2 separate regions of the Mus musculus genome follow, and region 2 is linked to region 1. The links are chromatin contacts, called in public HiChIP or PLAC-seq maps. All regions are on one chromosome and are shown on one strand. The core of a region is the stretch at or near the end of the contact, and the rest is flanking DNA. Distances in the headings are between cores, read along the strand shown.

Region 1 (2,700 bases), core at 2-2,501:
CAGAAAGCTCTCCTCAGAACAGTGCATATTCTTACACACACACCCCACACACACAACTTTGGAAATGGAAGGAACCTGCCTATAAAGTGAATTACAGCAAATCTTATAAACTCTGACAAAAGAAACCAAAGGATTCACGTGTCAGGTGACAGCCCGACCTAATGTCATGTCTCATTCTCAAACCAATTCAACGGTTTCACACACCGAGGGCATGAGAGAGAGGTGAGCGGGGATAGTGCATAAGAGGGATAAATCTGCATAAGCAAGAAGCCTGTTCCGGAACTCAGGCAAATCCACAGAAAAGAAAAGTACATAGTTAGCTAGCTTAGAAAGAAAAGACAAGAAAAGGAAATCAAGCAAGCAGGCAGGCAGGCACTCACCAATATTGGCGGGAAAGGGGACTTCATGCACAGCTGGGTCCAGGTTGATTACATACGGTGGACAGCCTTTGTTGTGCAGGTGTCCTGTGAGCCTCTGCAAAAACAAGGAGCCAGGGTTGGAGGGTGATGACCAAAGGATAGGAACGGGCCCCGAGAATTCCCATCCCTTTACTGACCATGCTTATAAAATCTGTAACAATCTCCTTCTTCCCTCAGCGTGTTCAACACTGAAGAGTTTAAAAAGCCATCTAGTTCCAGTACCTGTCTCCCTATTCTCCGTCACGGCTTCGCTAACTCTGCCCCTCCAAGGGTTTTCTTCCTCTGTCTCCTCCACTAAAACACTCACTCCGTGAAAGCAAGAACCCTGTCGATCTCATTGCCGCTGTACTCTCAGAGCTTAGAACGTGGTAGGTCGAACGAAGTGATTCTTTCACAACTCTTCACGCAAACCAGAGTAGTAGACGTTACACTCCCCTACTCTTTAGGCCCGGGCCTTCGGAAAGCTGCCAATTCGCAGCAAGACAAGTTCAGCTGTACCAAGTGTGCATTAAGGTTGCCCAGGAGCCGGCCTCAAGTGACCCAGGCTAGGGTTCGAGGCTTCGGGAAGGAAAGGAGTCAGAGGACAGCTCGAGAAAACCACGCGCCCGGACCCGCAGATTCCCCAGACAACTTCCTCCCTTCTTCCCGGGCCTGAGGCGCCACTACCGCTTCTGCACGGTGCACGTCACCTGTACAAAGGTAGTTTTCCCGGATCCCGCCATTCCCAACACCAACAGACACACGGGGGGCTGAGGAGCCCGGGAAGCCTGGGGTTCGGATGGAGCCACGGGCGCCGCCATCTTTCCTCAGCCACGCCCACCACTCAGGGATCGCCCGGCGGCCTGCGGGCTCTCTGAATTCCGGGCTGCGATTGGTAGGAAAATCCGTCCTCTTGCGTACAGGGCTACGATTGGTCGAACGATCCGGCCTCTCTGAGTTTAGGGTTGCGATTGGCCAGACTATCCAAACCGCTCGAACCTACTGCAGTGGGTGCCTGACCGGCTTTTGGCATCTGACTTGCAGGGGTCACTTTGATGCTATAGTGGCTTTGCACAAGTGAGGGGTAGTGTAGGGAACCAGGAAGGGTTGACAGGAGTGAGATAGGACCCGGAAAGGGTTAAGCTCGTGTCCCCAAGGGAGTAATGAGGTGGGATTCCCAAGCCAGGATCTGTCAGGATCCTATAACAAAGGTGTTGCTCTACCTTTTATTTTATTGTCTAAGAAGAAGAAGAAAAAAATTAAACGTCATTATGTTCTAGAAAATATTAGGTAAAAATTAGCGTAACACTTGAAAGATAGCATGAATACTGTACTTTAACAGAGGAAGATACATTTTCTGGCAATCATTGCCTAATGCAAAGGGGACTAAAGAACCTTACAGCGTTTGTGGCTGAAGTGTGGCTGAATAATTAATACCGGAAGATATGGGTAGAGGAAGGGAGACGAACCTCATGAGGGAAAGCCCTGTATGACAGAGACTGTGACCAATGTCTTATTTGCTCATCTGTATGGCTATTTGTCCAAGGGAAGAAGAAAAGATGGTGAACCAAAGGCTCAAGGGAACCAGAAAACTCCTAAAAAGTCCCCTTTAAGAGTGAGGTAAAGGGCTAGGAGTCAAGGGTGGCCCTGGGTTTTGTTGACATTCTTGGAAAGTGGATAAAACTCTTTTTTTTTTTTTTAAGATTTATTTATTTATTATATGTAAGTACACTGTAGCTGTCTTCCGACACTCCAGAAGAGGGAGTCAGATCTCATTATGGGTGGTTGTGAGCCACCATGTGGTTGCTGGGATTTGAACTCCGGACTTTCGGAAGAGTAGTCGGGTGCTTTTACCCGCTGAGCCATCTCACCAGCCCCCGTGGATAAAACTCTTAAAGAACAAAAAGTTTGTATATATCTATACATAGATATCTCATTTTATTATGACATGTGCAGGCTGTGGAGAGGGCTCAGTTAGTAAGGTGCTTGCTGCACAAACTTAAGGGCCAGAATTCAGACCCCTGCCCTCACATAAAAGCCCAGGCATTGTGGATTGTGCCTATAATCCCAGTGCTAGGGAGCTAGAGATGGGAGAATCCCTGGAGCTCAGTGGCCAGCTAGCTTAGCCAAATTAATGAGCTCCAGGATCAGTGAGCAACGTACCATACCAAATGGATAGTGATTCTCCTTTCCTGACTCAGGCCCTCTCTGGGCACCACTGTCTGGCTTGTGTTACTTTCTGGCAGGGATTCAGGTAACATTATTTTTCTGGCAGTACCCATACAGTTCAGTTAGTTCACTC
Region 2 (2,700 bases), core at 150-2,649, 1.2 Mb before region 1:
CATATAACCATGTGGCGCCACCACACCTCTAATCCCATGACCTTGAACTCGGAGATCTTCAAATGTTTAAATTTTTAAAATTCATTTATCTAGTCATTTCTTTTCTTTCTTTCTTTCTTTCTTTCTTTCTTTCTTTCTTTCTTTCTTTCTTTCTTTCTTTCGTCCTTTCTCTTTCTTCCTTTCTCTTTCTTTCTTTCTCTTTCTTTCCTTTCTTTCTTTCTTTCTTCCTTTCTTTCCTTTCTTTCTTTCTTCCTTTCTTTCCTTTCTTTCCTTTCTTTCTTTCTTTCCTTTCTTCCTTTCTTTCCTTCCTTTCTCTTTCTTCCTTTCTCTTTCTTTCTTTCCTTTCTTTCTTTCTTTCTTCCTTTCTTTCTTTCTTCCTTTCTTCCTTTCTTTCCTTTCTTTCTTCCTTTCTTTCCTTTCTTTCTTTCCTTTCTTTCCTTTCTTTCTTTCTTTCCTTTCTTCCTTTCTTTCCTTTCTTTCCTTTCTTTCTTTCCTTTCTTTCTTTCCTTTCTTTCTTTCCTTTCTTTCTTTCTTTCTCTTTCTTTCTTTCTTTCCTTTCTTTCTTTCCTTTCTTTCTTTCTTTCTCTTTCTCTCTCTCTCTCTTTTTTCTTTCTTTCTTTCTTTCTTTCTTTCTTTCTTTCTTTCTTTCTTTCTTTCTTTCTTTCTTTCTTTCTTCTTTCTTTCTTTCTTTTTGCTTTTTTTCGAGACAGGGTTTCTCTGTATTGCCCTGGCTGTCCTGGAACTCACTCTGTAGACCAGGCTGGCCTCGAACTCAGAAATCCACCTGCCTCTGCCTCCCGAGCGCTGGGATTAAAGGCGTGCGCCACCACGCCCAGCCATTAGTCATTTCTTTAATTAATTTAGTCTTGGTTTTTTTTTTCGAGACTCAGCTGGTATTTTTTCCTATTTTTTTGTCTCCCCCCCCCCCCCCCAGAGCTGAGGACCGAACCCAGGGCCTTGCACTTGCTAGGCAAGCACTCTACCACTGAGCTAAATCTTCAACTCCTCCTATTTTTTATTTTTAAATTTTTAAAGGTTTAGATTTATTTATTTATTTATTTATTTATTCAGAATTATTTCTTTATTGAATTTTTTTTTTTTCTGAGACTGGGTGTCTCTGGGTTGAACCCCGAGACGGTTTCTCTCGCGCGCCACCCGGTGGCGACAAGTTGTCACTCCAACGCTCCGCTCCGGTCGGTGTCAAAGGATATGGATTTGCCTGCGGTCAACCGGCCAGCCTGAGGGAAGGGCGGGCAGTCGAGCGGCTTCGACCCGGTGACGGGGTCGCGTTTTAAAACAGTAGGTTACCGGGAGATTGTATCTGGAGCTACACAGGTGGGACCTACAACTCCCACCTTGCCTCGGTGCTTTTGTGATGTCACTTCCTGTAGCAAACAGGAAGTAACACCCGAGGCAGGAAATGACTACAACTCCCAGCATGCTTAAACACTAACTTCCTGCGCCAGACAGGAAGTTCCTCCGTTCCCAACAGGAAGTGAGTTCTTCTAGGGAAGAACTCGGAGCGTCAGCGACGACGAGGATTTCCGGTTTTGAGTTCGCTGCCCGGAAACAAACAGGGCATGCCGCATGCGTAGTTCCTCTCCTTGCCGAACCCAGTTTTCCTGGTCCTCTCCGCGTCGCCACCTCTGAGCAGCGCGACCTGATCTCCGGTTTCCCCGCAGCGACTACCGTTACCCCCGGCGACTCCAGTGACGTCACCGGGTCAGGTCCTGACCGAAGAGCCTTGGGCGACCCGTCACCACTCCTCGCCTGTTGACGTGTGCTGCAGCTGTACATGTGTACATGTGTACATGTGTGCCTGTTGTGTGATGCCAATGTACATGTGAACATGGGTCCCTCGTATGTGATGCTGCTGCACATGTAAATATGTGTGCCTGATGTGTCATGCTGTTGCACATGTTTACATGTGTGCCTGTTGTGTGATGCTGCTGTACTTGTGTACATGTGTGCCTGGTGTGTTATTAACCTGTAAATGTATGCCTAGTGTGTGTTGCCACTTTACATGTGTGCCGGGAGTGTGATTCTGCTGCACATGTGGACATGTGGGCCTGGTATGTGATGCTGCTGCACATGTGGACATGTGGGCCTGGTATGTGATGCTGCTGCACATGTGGACATGTGGGCCTGGTGTGTGATGCTGCTGTTCATGTGTCCTGGAGTTTGCCTGGTGTGTGATGCCACTTTACATGTGATCCAGGTGTTAGATGATGCTGTACATGTGTTCAGGTGTGCCTGGTATGTGTTGCTGTAGCACATGGGTACAGGTGTGGCTCTTTATGTGATGCTGCTGCACATGGGTTCATTTGTGCTGTGTGTGTGATACTCAGTGTGACACTCAGATACTCATGCAAACATCAGCTTTTATTTGTATGAGGGACTTGTGCCATGAGAATTTTTGAGAATTTTAGGAATTGTTCTGACCTCTCAAGAACATCAAATAAATAGTAAATGACTGAGATAGCAGAAGCAGCAGCTTTATTACCTCAGAAATAGTTGCATGGCCTGTGAACCACAATGGCTTGAATTTAGCTAGTTTTGATATCCACTCCACTGCCTTAGGCACATCCCAACGTTCACTGACACCCATCATCTGCAAGGACAGACTTCTCACTTCTCTGTAGAGCCATGGTTCCAGAGAGAAGATGCCTTAATTTAGTGCAACCTACTGCTTAGGAAGAC

What was found. HiChIP or PLAC-seq counts read pairs in DNA pulled down with a chosen protein or histone mark.
Region 2: a contact with region 1 is called in an H3K4me3 HiChIP or PLAC-seq map of embryonic forebrain, with 5 times the contacts expected there. The contact joins the enhancer-like site here to the promoter of Gpn1 in region 1. A contact is called at or near these places in 5 of 39 promoter capture datasets (cranial neural crest, embryonic stem cells, hippocampal neurons and 2 more), 2 of 115 datasets of contacts at active chromatin or transcription factors (astrocytes and embryonic forebrain) and 1 of 9 other capture datasets (liver).

The regions. Positions count from the first base shown.
Region 1 is chr5:31,493,292-31,495,991 of GRCm38.p6, reverse strand. Gpn1 (GPN-loop GTPase 1) reads right to left here and starts at 1,251. Exons shown (of 14, transcript NM_133756.5): 1 at 1,109-1,251; 2 at 381-474. The coding sequence starts at 1,219.
Region 2 is chr5:32,712,855-32,715,554 of GRCm38.p6, reverse strand. No RefSeq gene overlaps it. Among named protein-coding and RNA genes, the nearest start is that of Gm52771, 19 kb to the left of the region's middle. Within about 2 kb of position 1,399, at least 390 of the 459 cell types and tissues checked have an H3K27ac peak or open chromatin away from gene starts, as enhancers often do. A contact at or near this core is called in embryonic forebrain, hippocampal neurons and second pharyngeal arch cranial neural crest, where this site is marked.